Linked DNA regions of Nomascus leucogenys: region 2 is linked to region 1. Evidence: chromatin contacts called from public Hi-C data. All regions are on one chromosome and are shown on one strand. The core of a region is the stretch at or near the end of the contact, and the rest is flanking DNA. Distances in the headings are between cores, read along the strand shown. Region 1 overlaps BCR (breakpoint cluster region protein). Region 2 holds the start of BCR (breakpoint cluster region protein).

The links. Hi-C and Micro-C count contacts between places; a contact is called where the count stands out from the background.
Region 2: a contact with region 1 is called in a Hi-C map of a lymphoblastoid cell line, with 2.9 times the contacts expected there. The contact joins the promoter of BCR here to the enhancer-like site in region 1. A contact is called at or near these places in 4 of 4 Hi-C or Micro-C datasets (a lymphoblastoid cell line and an unstated tissue).

The regions. Positions count from the first base shown.
Region 1 is chr7b:49,476,065-49,483,138 of Asia_NLE_v1, reverse strand. It overlaps BCR (breakpoint cluster region protein), which reads left to right. Exons shown (of 23, transcript XM_030815944.1): 5 at 4,631-4,738. It also overlaps the pseudogene LOC101177476. Among named protein-coding and RNA genes, the nearest start is that of SPECC1L, 79 kb to the right of the region's middle. Within about 2 kb of position 5,193, the one cell type or tissue checked has an H3K27ac peak away from gene starts, as active enhancers do. A contact at or near this core is called in a lymphoblastoid cell line, where this site is marked.
Region 2 is chr7b:49,567,230-49,573,584 of Asia_NLE_v1, reverse strand. It overlaps BCR (breakpoint cluster region protein), which reads left to right and starts at 5,019. Exons shown (of 23, transcript XM_030815944.1): 1 at 5,019-6,355. The coding sequence starts at 5,457.

The DNA of each region.
Region 1 (7,074 bases), core at 3,944-6,443:
ATACCATTGTGAGTGGCTCCAGAGACAGGACGGCCAAGGTGTGGCCTTTGGCCTCAGGCCAGCTGGGATAGTGTTTATACACCATCAAGACTGAAGACCGAATCTGGTCCATTGCTATCAGGCCATTACTCAGCTCTTTTGTGACAGGGACGGCTTGTTGCGGGCACTTCTTACCCCTGAAAATCTGGGACCTCAACAGTGGGCAGCTGATGATACACTTGGGCAGTGACTTTCCCCCAGGGGCTGGGGTGCTGGATGTCATGTATGAGTCCCCTTTCACACTGCTGTACTGACACCTACATTCGCTACTGGGACCGCTGCACCAGTGTCCGGAAATTGTCATGGAGTGGGAGGAGCCCCACAACAGCACCCTGTACTGCCTGCAGACAGATGGCAACCACTTGCTGGCCACAGGTTCCTCCTTCTACAGTGTAGTACGGCTGTGGGACTGGTGCCAAAGGGCCTGCCTCCACGCCTTCCCACTGACGTCGACCCCCCTCGGCAGCCCTGTGTACTGCCTGCATCTCACCACCAAGCATCTCTGTGCCGCGCTGTCTTACAACCTCCACATCCTGGATATTCAAAACCCGTGACTGTCAGAGCCACCCCTGCCTGTGGGCCAAGGAGACCAGTGAGTCAGGGACCTCTCTTGCATGGAGGGTGCAGTGATAGTTCCTCCCCACTGCCCCACTGTGCTCCTGGGCCTGTGACCCCAGCGCTCAGGCACCTTGCACTAGAGGCTTCTGACTCCTGGGGCTTTGAGGCTTACCAGAGATGCAGTCCCTCCCAGGAACCTGTTGGAGAGGCAGGACCTGCCGCTTTAGAGGAGTGCAGCTGAACCCGGGCCTTGCGACTCTGGCCAGAGCAAGGATCTGGCCTGGAGAGGCCCATCCTATACCCCTTACTAGAGCCATGATAGCCTACAGAGTGAGGTGAGGTTCTCCCACCTTCCCAGGTGGTTTCTTTCTGCCACTTCCTGGAAAGAAAGGTGAGGCTGCCAATAGCCCGCTGGCACCAGCCAGACCTCACCCTCGACCAACCTCTCGGGGCCGGAGGTTCATTCCTGGGGCACTGTGGCCTGGTTTTGCTTTGAAACCAAGAGAGGGTAAAGGGAACCTAGCAGTTCTGAGTGAGTTCTAGCCAGCTCTACCTCAGGCTGGCTGTTGAGAGATTTTACAATTTTCATTTTTGTAAAAATAAGGCTTGATTGTTCACAGGAAAAAACAAAAACAAAAAAACCTAGTGGACATGACTTGGCCTGCCGCCCTCCTGAGAAATGGAGAATCGTGTTGTTGGGGGGAAAAAACACATCCAGAGCTCTTCCCCAGATAATATTCCGAAATCACTCAGAGACTTTTTTAAAACTTTAATATCTGAGGAACACTGGAATTTAACTTTGGAAAGTTTCCGCTGGCTGCCCTGGAGGCCTTGAGCTACCTTCATGCGTCAGATGATGCAGCCGGAAGACTCGGAGGAGAGGCTGGGGTTGCAGTGGGAAGTTGTTCCCCATAACCACGAGCTGAGTACTCACGTGTGTTCAACCTGGGCTGGGTGCTGGGGACTCCTCAAGGACAGATAGGCCCGGTGCCTGCCCTTGTCCCTATGACCAGCTCAGTAGGATTGTCCCAGCATCGCTCTGTTAGGCTTCCTGGTTGGACAAGTCTTAGGACCAAAGGAGCTTTCAGTGCCCTGCCCAGCCTCAGTGCCTCTTCCAAGCCCAGGAACTCGTGATCCACGTCCAGTGGTTCAGAAAGCCAGACTCAGATGCGGCTTCTGCCACCTCCTCCTGCGGGGCTGCACGGGCTGACTTCCCTGCTGGGGGTTGTGGTTCTGGCTGAAGTTTTATCAACTCAGAATTTTTATTTTTCTAATTTCAAATTTACAGGAGAGCTGTAAGAATGGGGCAAAGAGCTCTAGTATAGCCTTCACCCAGATACACTGATGGTAACTTTTTGCCACATTTGCTTTATCTCTTTCTGTGCACACACAACACACATGGACACATAAACACACAAACACAAGATGTTTCCCCTCTGAATACTTCATTTGCTAAGAACAAGGACATTCTCTCCTGTAACCCACAGTACAATTTGTCAAATTCAGGAAATTTCACATTCATGAGATACTGCTATTTAATATGTAGTTCATATAAATTTCCCCCAAGTTAACACTTGCATTCTTCACAGCTGTTTTCATTCTCTGATTCAGGACCCGGTTTAAGATGTGCTTGGTTGCCACATCTCTCTAGTCTCCTTCCATCTGTACCAGTTCCTTAGATTTTGCTTGTCTTCCATGACCTTGACTTTTTATTTTTCTTGAGATAGAGTCTCCCTCTGTCACCGAAGCTGGAGTACAGTGGCACAGTCTTGTCTCACTGCAACCTCCGCCTCCTGGGTTCAGGCGATTCTCCTGCCTCAGCCTCCCTGAGTATCTGGGACTACAGGTGCGTGCCACCATGCCCAGCTAATTTTTTGTGTGTTTTTAGTAGAGAGACGGTTTCACCATGTTGGCCAGGCTGGTCTCGAACTCCTGACCTCAGGTGATCCGCCCTCCTCGGCCTCCCAAAGTACTGGGATTACAGGGACGAGCCACCGCACCCTGCCTTTTTTTTTTTTTCCTTTTGGAGATGGAGTCTTGCTCTATCACCCAGGCTGGAGTGCAGTGGCGTGATCTTAGCTCCTTGCAACCTCTGCCTCCCAGGTTCAAGCGATTCTCCTGTCTCAGCCTCCCAAGTGGCTGGGATTATAGGCATGTGCCATCACACCCGTCTAATTTTTGTATTTTCAGTAGAAACTGGGTATTGCCATGTTGGCCAGGTTGGTCTTGAACTCCTGACCTCAGGTGATCTGCCTGCCTCGGCCTCCCAAACTGCTAGGATTACAGGTGTGAACTGCCGCGCCCAGACAACCTTGATATTTTTTGAAGGGCACAGGCCCACTCGGGTTTGCCAGTTTCCTCAGAACAGCTTCACGTTCTGCGTAACAGCACCACAGCAACAAGGCTGTGTGCTTCTCAGTGCATCAGATCCGGAGGCACGTTTTTGATTAGTGAAAAATATGGAAAGGAATTACTTAGAACTTCTCACAAGCCACCTGGAAGATGTGAGCTCCTGGAGCAGGAGGGAGGAGAAGTCTTGAAAGGAGTCCTCCTCCCAAGACCCCTGGGGCCCTGCTGAGCTGTCACCTCTTCTGAGAGGCTGTCCTGGTCCTGACCACATTCTCAAAAGCAGCCTCGTTGCTCTCAGTCCCTGTCCCGCTTGTAACCATCTGCCATTACTTTGCTTGTGTGTGTTCATGCATGTGTTTATCAGGTGCTCTCCTGTGAGAACACCAGCTTCAGAGGGCAGCGTCGTGTCTGAATTGTTTACCACTGTGGTGACAAGGCCTAAAGCAGGCCCTTGGCTGCTTTGTGTCAAGGCTGGGAGGCACTCAGTGACTTGCAAAGGAGGGAGGAGGGAAAGAAAGAAGAGCTCTGGGCCTCATCACTGCACGGATGAGGAAGAACCTAGAATTGGAGGATGCAAGGACTCCTCCGGGTGGTCAGCATGGCAGGGGCCTGTCAGGTGTCTTCCGGCTGCTACCCTTTCCTCGTACACTCTAAGCCCCTTCTTGCAGCCCCTGTAGGGAGCAGGGCCAGAAGATCAGACAGTGCCGAGGGTGCCTGGTTTATCCAGCATCTGGGATTGTCATCTGTAGAAACATAAAATTCAATACAAATGCAAATGCACATGGAAATAAAATTTAGGTTTGACACAAAACAAACGCCAGAAGCCGTGAATGCCTTGGTCTTCCAGCTTGCAGTCAGCTACAGTGGGAGTCTCCAGCCCTGACCAGTGCATCTCCTGGGTCTGCCCTTACACTCCCCAGGCCTAGGTTTGCTGGTTTTTCCCTCGCTGCCCATAAAGGTGTTGTGGGGCCCAGAGATGGCAGTGTCTGCTGCACTCACACAAGTTGTTGCTGAATCGAGTGTGTGTGTGAGCTGGAGGTGCAGTGAGGAGATCTGTTATTGCCATTGGTTTAATAAAGAACAAACAGAACACCTCTCGCCTTACAGCCAGTCAGTCTCCCCCAGCCACGTGTGTAGCATGACACCTGAGCACCCTCATCAGGCCCAGGATGGGCTTGTGTCTATGCAGCGTGAGGCTCTCTTCTGCAAAGACGGCAGGACTTGGCATTTCTTATGTGTCTGAAGGGACTGGACATGCGTGGAACACCATGGGTGGGGAAGGGGGTGACCTCTGTGTCCAGGGTACACTCCTGCAGCCAGAATGGGTAAGTGCTGCTTGCAGACACTTGTCCAGATTCACTGACAACCTCGAACTTCAGCTGCCGCTCATGGCACCATTTCAGCGAGTGGGGTGGGAGGAATAAGTAGCTCTGGAAGGGAACTGTTACCTGCCTGGCACAGTGAGTCACTTCTCAGCATGTCATTTTGGGAGCGGGAAGTGTGCTGGGTGCGTGGGGAGGGGAGCAGGTAGGAGGGAGCAGCACGGAAGCACCGAGGCCTCTGCAGCCTGTGTGCCGTCTGCTGTCCCTGGAGTTTCTGCAGAGCTGTGCATGGGAGCCTGCTCTTCAGAAAGATGGGGGAGCAGCAGCACCTGTCCCACTCTCTCTTCCTTCCTCCCCCTCAGGCCAGCCAGCTGGGTGTGTACCGGGCCTTTGTGGACAACTATGGAGTTGCCATGGAAATGGCTGAGAAGTGCTGTCAGGCCAATGCTCAGTTTGCAGAAATCTCCGAGGTAATGCCTTGATGCCGTTCAGACAGGTGCACCGCTGACTCCCACCTGTACCCACCACCTCCTGAGGAGAACAGGGTGCACCAGATCAAGATCTGGTCGTGAACCCCAGCTGTTTCCAGATTCTGTTGGGTTTGTTGCATCAGCCCTGTGCTGGGGATGCTGTTGTGCCCAGACAGAAGGAGCAGCCCACAAGGCGTCCTGCCTCCCCAGGGGCGAGGGCCTGATTCTGGGGGTTGCCGAGTTCCGGGGACACTGTTTGCACTGTCTGCAGTGAGGGGTGTCTGTAGTTCTGCCCGTTAACAGCTCTCACCACAAGAGTCCTGAGGCTGACTTTGTAGCTGGCACTGGAGGCGAGGCCGGAGTTGGCCCACTCTTCCTTTTCTAGCCTGCCAGAGACCTTGAGAGCATTGAGGAAGCATTGAGGGGTTAGTGCCGTGGGGTGAGGGCTCATGGCACCTGTGCTCTGTAGACCCATGTGGGGAGCAAAGCGACGGGTTGGAGCTGCACTAACCCAGGCCCCAGATCTGAGAGGCTGCTGACTCCCTCCTGCATTTAGCCCCAGGAAGCTGAAACCTCAAACCGTGCAGTGTTAGCACCCAGGGCCTCGAAAGAGTCATTCAGAAACAGAGACCATGAATGGGCCTTTCAGGAGGCTGGTGGCCCAGCTGGAACCAGAACCCAGCCACACCCCTGTGTCTGCACTCCAGACTGGGGTTCTTCCTGCCCTTCCCCAGCCTGTGTCTGCCTGGTGGTCACTCTGCAACATTTTCCTCTTTGGCTGCCCTTGCCTCTGCACGAGCGCCCCATCTTGCTGTAGCTTTGCCTTCTGACTTGGCTTTCCCCCACCCTGCAAGGGTTCTGAGCAGAAAGCCCTCCATGTGAGAACCGCAGGGTTAGAAAGAGACATGGGCACTAGAAATAGGGAGTGAATGCTGTCACCCTTGCTGGGACACACCCTCAGCTGTCACCTCTGGGCTTTGCTCCTGAGGCTTTGTGCCGTCTTATTGTTTATCACAGGATGGAGCATCACGGGCTTCGCTCTGATGTCTCCAGTGGTGATAGTACCTGCCGCTCTGTTCCTCCAGAGTCCGTGGGGCACCCCGCTCCACCAGGTGCTGCTGGTAACAGGCTCTGCATGCATCCAGGGCTCCAGCTCCCTTCCCACTGCCAGACTCCCTCTGGAACATTCAATCTGTTCTCTTTTCCTTTTTCATTAAATGAGCAACCCTCCTCCCCAGCAGCTGGAATGGTGGCACCGAATTTCAATTAACCTTGACAAATCAGGGACCTGATCTTTTAAGAGCAGGTTACAGTTAAGTGGGCAAGTTCAAGTCCACCCAGACAGGCTTCTGCAGAGGAGGGAGGAAACACCATGGGACACCACCTGGAGATCACGTGGTCCCACCAACCATGCACCAGTGGATTCTGAGCCATGGTTGAGATGCAGGGAGTGGAATGGGGCTCAGGGCCAGCCGCAAACCGACTCACTGTGAAAGTTTGTGGCACCTGCACCATCAGGGCGACATGCCCTTTGGTTCTCTGTGTTCCAAAAAAGACCCAGAGGAATTGGAGCCACCCAAAGAAAGCAGAGTCAAACTCAAGGAAGAGAAAGCAGCAAGCCCTGCGGAGGTGTAGGGGGGTCAGTGCTCGGGCATGGGAGTTCGAGGATCACTCTCAAGGAAGGAGTGGAGTAGCGTCCATCTTCTCTTGGGACAGTCCTGAGAGATGGGCAGCATCCGGTTAGATCTGGTTCCATGGAACGCCAGCTCTCCAGACAGTAGGTAATAGGAATTACATGAAAAGGGCTTTGGGAGTCAGGCCAGTTTGGGAAATGCAGGGTTAAACCAAACTCATAAGTTTTCTTGAGGCACGTGTTCCTGGAGCTCCTAGGTGACTCCCAAGCATCGCACTGTCCACGGACACGTGGGCTGCCTCCCAGGCTCTTGTGAGCCCAGCACCTGGTTTTTGCAGTCTTTTGTTTGGCTCTCCCACCCCGTCACACCCTTTGGGAACTGCTGAGTCAGATGTACAGAAGAACAATCACTGCGAGGGCTGTTAAACTCTCAGGAAAGGTACCAAAGTGCATGGCAGCGTTTGGCTCCAGTGAGCTGGAAAACACTTTCTTTTGGTCTTGAGATGTTTCCTGCAGCACAAGAGTTTGGCAGAGCAACCTCAGAACCTCTTCCATCTCTGCTGTTTATGCTTTTGTTCAGAAGCTTAGTACCAGGAATTAATCTCAGCTCCTTCCCAGAGGATTTTAGGCACACAGGGATCTTTTATTCTGCACTTCTCCAGTGATGCTTTCAACGCAGTTGTATCAAAACAGCCTAGGCTAT
Region 2 (6,355 bases), core at 3,770-6,269, 91 kb before region 1:
AGTCACCATGCCCAGCTAATTTTTATATTTTTGGTAGAGACGGGGTTTCACCATATTGGCCAGTCTGGTCTTAAACTCCTGACCTCAAGTGATCCGCCCGCCTAGCCTCCCAAAGTGCTGGGATTACAGGCGTGAGCTATAGATAGGCATTTTATTATGAAGAATTTAGAAAAGTATGATGATGAAGAAAATAAATGTCACCCACTGCTCACAGACAGCTGTGGAGCCCTTGGTGAAGCCCCCTCCTCCTGCTGAACCCCTCAGAAGGCTCCTGGGGTAGCGCTCAGCCAAGCTCCAGGGCCCACCTCTGCCCTGCGGGCCTCATGATGCCAGACTCAGCTAGCATCCTTCCCACTGAGGGAACAGCAGCTATCAGCATGGGGCTCTGCCTTCTTCACTAAGTCTTCTCCCCTCAGACTCCGGGGTCCCCATCATCTCCCTGGCCAGTCCCTTCTCAGTCTCTCTGCCTCTACTTCCCCCCAGTCCAGTCCCTGTCCCTTCTCCACCCAGCCTCATGCAGGCAGGGGGAGAGTCTCCAGCCCCACGGCTACAAACAACAGCGATTCACTGGCAACACTCCACTTTCTCTCTGAGGTCTTCATTGCTCCTTGGTGCCACAGGGTCGCCTTCTATCTGCCTGACGCCTGCTCATGGATGGGCTATGGGGACCTGAAGCCCTGTGCAGGCACCTCTGCTTGCCTGTTGCAGTCACCATCCCAAAGTCATCCCCATGAGCTGGGCCTCCCTCTGTTGGGAGAAAAGCTGGGTGTCGGGAGAGAAGCTGAGGCAGGGCTTGTATGTCTGCTAGACTTGCTGGCTCCTTGCTTCTAGCACTCTCATTATCTCAAGTAGCCATACGTTTCAAAGAAAATGCTAAACTGTCACAGCTGTAGCTCATTTGCTTGATACACTGCTTCCTTTCAACCCCCACATCCTCACCACCTGTTTCTTTGTTTGATCACCAATAAATAGCATGGGCTCCTAGGGCTGGAGGCCTTTGCAGCCTCCATACTAGCGTTGGCCCCCTGGTCCCACTTTCTCTCGTCTTTTCTCATTCCTTTGACTCCGACGGACTTTGTCGCCCCCACAGCCTGGTGTTGGGTCTGATCACCCCAACATCCCTCATTCCCCACACTCACTCCATCTACAAGTCCCATGAGTTTTACTTCCAGAATGCTCCTGAAATCTAACCCCTTCTCTGGGGTACCTTGCTTCTGCCCTACTCTGGGTCACCAATGCCTTCCTCATGAACAATTGCCACAATCCCCAACCACTCCCCCTGCTCTCACCTCCCACGCCCAACCTTCCACGCAACAGACCCCAGCAAGTCACCCCGCTTCCTGTGCGGTTGAATACAGTAGCCACGGTGGCCATTGAAACGAACACGAAACCAAACATTCAGTTCTTCAGCTGCCCCAGCCACGTTTCAGATGCTCAGTAATCACACAGGGCAGCTCATGGCTGCCACATTGTGTAGCACAGATTACAGAACATGCCCATGGTGCTGGAAAGTTCTATCAGACAGTGCAGGTCTAGAACCTTTGAGCAGCTTTTCCTCGCATTTAGAATAAAATCCAAACTTTGTACAGGCCTACAAGGCCCTGCCTCACCTCTGATCCCACTTTCTACTGCCCACACCAGTCTCATCTCCCAACCTGGCTGTTCCTCATACAGAACTTTGAAGCCTCCTTGCCCTTTGCCTACCTGGTCCTTGTCCTTAGGACCAGCTCAGGCATCACCTCCCCTGGCGAGCCTTTGCCCGGAATGTGCCTTCTCCCACAGGGCACACACACCTTTGCTATAGCTGGGCTGTGAATGCCTTATCATTTCCTCCCCCATACAAAGGCATCGCTCTCGGTGACCTATCTGCCCTCCAGGCCATGCACACATCTGGTTCCTCATTCCACCAGACCTGGCTGAGCACTTACTCTGAGCTCACTATATGAGGGACATAGGGGAACAAGACAAACAGGTCTGTGACCTTGCAGAGTTTAGATCTAGTTGGAACAGACACTGAGTGGGGGATTACAGAGTGTTATGTGTGTCTAAACCCCATGCCCATGGCCATGCCTGCTGCATTCCTCCCTAGGGAGGGATGGATGATAAGAAAACTCTGCAGGAAAGGCCCAGAGGCCCAGGATAGGAGTGCTTTCAGGGAGTCCGGAGGAGACAGTAGTGTCCTTGGGGCCAGAAGAGGCTGTCCCACAAGGGAGAAAGCCACTATCTGGACGTGTCCTTGTGCCTAACAAAAAGCCATTTGCTATGCCAAGAGAACAGAGCATGCAAACTCAAACTAAACAGCTTCAGAGTTTACTTAGAGACAGGGTCTTGCTCTGTTACCCAGGCTGGAGTGCAGTGGTGTGATCCTAGCTCACTTGGAGCCTCAAATTCCCAGGCTCAGTGCAATCCTCCCACCCCAGCCTCCTGAGCAGGTAGGACTACAGGCACGAACCACCATGCCAGGCTAATTTTTAAATTTTTTTGCAGAGATGGAGTCTCACTATGTTGCCCAGGCTGGTCTTGAACTCCTGGGCTCAAGCGATCCTCCTGCCTCGGCCTCCCAAAACACCAGGATTACAGCCATGGGCCACTGTGCCTGGCCTTTATCATACCCATTTTAAAGAAGAGGCCATTGAGAGCTGGGTGCAGTGGCTCACACCTGTAATTCCAGCACTATAAGAGGCCAAGGCAGGCAGATCACGAGGTCAGGAGTTCAAGACCAGCCTGGCCAACATAGTGAAACCCTGTCTCTACTAAAAATACAAAAAATTAGCTGGGAGTGATGGCAGGCGCCTGTAATTCCAGCTACTTGGGAGGCTGAGGCAGCAGAATCGCTTGAACCCGGGAGGCGGAGGTTGCGGTGAGGAGAGATCGCACCACTGCACTCCAGCCTGGGCGACAGTGTGAGACTCCGTCTCAAAAAAAAAAAAAAAAAAAAGAGGCCACTGAGGATGAGGGCACTGCTCAGTATGGCACTACTGGTATTCCAGCCCCTTTAGTGGCCAGGGCATCATTTGCATCTCAGTTTCTTCACATGCAAAATGGGCTATTTGCAGCCTGATGGGAAGGGTATGAGAAGGTCCGCTGGGTCCAAGGGACTAGGATGGCAGGAGGTTAGCAAGGCCTGCAGAGGGCAGCAGTGAGCTGCGCACCGCCCACCCGGCCTAGAAACTGGGACCCAGGGGTTTCCCAGCGCAGGAATGTTCTCCAGGGGCACCAATATTAACAGGCAATCACGAAACCGACCCCTACACACCATTTATCAGGGTGTGTTTTACGTTTGCCCCATCTGGGCATTTTACACAGGATGCTCTCAACATTTTGTACCGTGGCCCACAGGGCTGGGTGGAAGACAGGACAGCTCAGAGCAGGGAGTGAAACAAAATCTTTGATGGTTCTCTAGGGAAGCCCAGAGATCTGACGGCAAAGAGCAGGGAGTCTGATGAGCACAAAATTAAAATACCCAAACCAGCCTGCCGGGTTAGGGGAAAAGGAAGCAGGATTGGGCACATGAAGAACGGATGACAAAACTGAGGCTCAGAGAAGCTGAGAGAGACATTGCTGAGGTCACACAGCCAGGAGTCGGCAGGAAGACCTGAACCCAAGCAGGGCTGGCCTGGCTACTAGCCTGGGCTCAGTCCTTTAGATTGGACTTCAAAGCATCTGCTCCAGATGACACTGGCATTGGGAGGAGGGCATGATAATCCCTAACATCCACACAGGAACAACAGCACTTGGAGGCGGATGTTCCTCTCACTTCAAGGAAACTGAGGCAGAGAGGGAGAGGTGGTCAGGATTCAAGCCCCGTAATTCATTTGCCAAATCCTGTTTCCTTTTCCCCTAACCCAGCGGGCTGGTTTGGGTATTTTCATTTTGTGCCCATCAGATTCCCTGCAGAGTGCTCTCCACTGTGTCTCAGATTTCTGTGTCCCTAGAGAACCATCAAAGATTTTGTTTCACTCCCTGCTCTGGGCTGTTCTATCTTCCACCCAGCCCTGTGGGCCTCAGTGCAGGCTGGCGGCCCCCTTAGAGGGAGGCTAATCAGATAAGTTCTGAGTCAGGTCGTCCTAGAAAAACTACATTGACCTCTGGAGCTCAAGAGAGGCCAGGGGACAAACACATGGCTCAGCACACAGGAAGGCAGGTGTGGGTATTGAGTGACCTGAGGGAGAAATCCCTATTTATCATCCATCATGTGGTCCTGCTGTGACAAACCCCGTGTGGCAGTCACCCACAGCAGATCCACAACATGAGAGGCCCGCTGAAACAAGGGTGCTGGCATTAGTTACTCAGTCTGGCCCTCCCTGCCTCGCTGGGTGACCTGCCTGGTCCTGGCCTCTCTGAGTTGGGCCCTGCTGGGTGGTCCCTAGTGTGCCCAGCCCTGAGGCTGGTGAGAGGCCGGGCTGTGAGGTGTGAGGAACTTACCTGCGTTTCTATGGAAGGTGCCCTCCCCATCGTTGGGCCAGATCTGCGCGGTCTTGCAGACGCCCACGATGGTGGCCTCCGACACGACAACCGGGCAGTGCCGGTGACGCTTATGGCACTGCGGCGTAGTAGGGGCAGAGGCGGGAGGTTGCTTCTGTCGGAGGACTGCTACGAGTTCTGCCAGGGAGAGCAGCTCTTGTCCCGGAACATGAGGTAGGTAGTGGGGCTTGGGGACACGCGGCTGCACTGGCCGGAGAAGTCCTCCTGGCTGGAGGGGAGCCAAGTGTTCCTGTTCCAGAACTGCAGAACTGGCCCGGACCTCTGTGTTGGAAAGGTCTTTCTGGACCAGGGAGTCCGGTGTCCTTTTTATGGGGGACCCCTGGGCTGCGAGTTGCACAGTCCAATTCCCCGTTGTTAGGGCCTCAGTTTCCCAAAAGGCACACGGACGGGGGGAGGGTGGCGGCTCGATGGGGGAGCCGCCTCCGGGGGGCCCCCCCGCCCTGTGCCCACGGCGCGGCCCCTTTAAGAGGCCCGCCTAGCTCCGTCATCCGCGCCGCGGCCACCGCCCCCCGGCCCTCCCCTTCCTGCGGCGCCGAGTGCGGGCCGGGCGGGAGTGCTGCGAGAGCGGGTTGGCGGAGCGTAGCGTCCGAGGAGGCGGCGGGAGCGGCGGCGGCGGGGCTGTGGGGCGGTGCGCGAGCGAGAGGCGAAGAGCGCGCGGGCCGTGGCCAGGGTCTGGCGGCGGCCTGGCGGAGCGGAGAGCAGCGCCCGCGCCTCGCCGTGCGGAGGAGCCCCGCACACAATAGCGGCGCGCGCAGCCCGCGCCCTTCCCCCCGCGCGCCCCGCCCCGCGCGCCCAGCGCCCCGCGCCGCCTCACCTGCCACCAGGGAGTGGGCGGGCATTGTTCGCCGCCGCCGCCGCGCGGGGCCATGGGGGCCGCCCGGCGCCCGGGGCCGGGCCTGGCGAGGCCGCCGCGCCGCCGCTGAGACGGGCCCCGCGCGCAGCCCGGCGGCGCAGGTGAGGCCGGCCGCGCCATGGTGGACCCGGTGGGCTTCGCGGAGGCGTGGAAGGCGCAGTTCCCGGACTCAGAGCCGCCGCGCATGGAGCTGCGCTCAGTGGGCGACATCGAGCAGGAGCTGGAGCGCTGCAAGGCCTCCATTCGGCGCCTGGAGCAGGAGGTGAACCAGGAGCGCTTCCGCATGATCTACCTGCAGACGTTGCTGGCCAAGGAAAAGAAGAGTTATGACCGGCAGCGCTGGGGCTTCCGGCGCGCGGCGCAGGCCCCCGACGGCGCCTCCGAGCCCCGAGCGTTCGCGCCGCGCCCGCAGCCCGCGCCCGCCGAGGGAGCCGACCCACCGCCCGCCGAGGAGTCCGAGGCCCGGCCCGACGGAGAGGGTTCTCCGGGTAAGGCCAGGCCCGGGGCCGCCCACAGGCCTGGGGCAGCCGCGTCTGGGGAACGGGACGACCGGGGGCCCCCCGCCAGCGTGGCGGCGCTGAGGTCCAACTTCGAGCGGATCCGCAAGGGCCATGGCCAGCCCGGGGCGGACGCCGAGAAGCCCTTCTACGTGAACGTCGAGTTTCACCACGAGCGCGGCCTGGTGAAGGTCAACGACAAAGAGGTGTCGGACCGCATCAGCTCCCTGGGCAGCCAGGCCATGCAGATGGAGCGCAAAAAGTCCCAGCACAGCGCGGGCTCGAGCGTGGGGGATGCATCCAGGCCCTCTTACCGGGGACGCTCCTCGGAGGGCAGCTGCGGCGTCGACGGCGACTACGAGGACGCCGAGTTGAACCCCCGCTTCCTGAAGGACAACCTGATCAACGCCAATGGCGGTAGCAGGTCCCCTTGGCCGCCCCTGGAGTACCAGTCCTACCAGAGCATCTATGTCGGGGGCATGATGGAAGGGGAGGGCAAGGGCCCGCTCCTGCGCAGCCA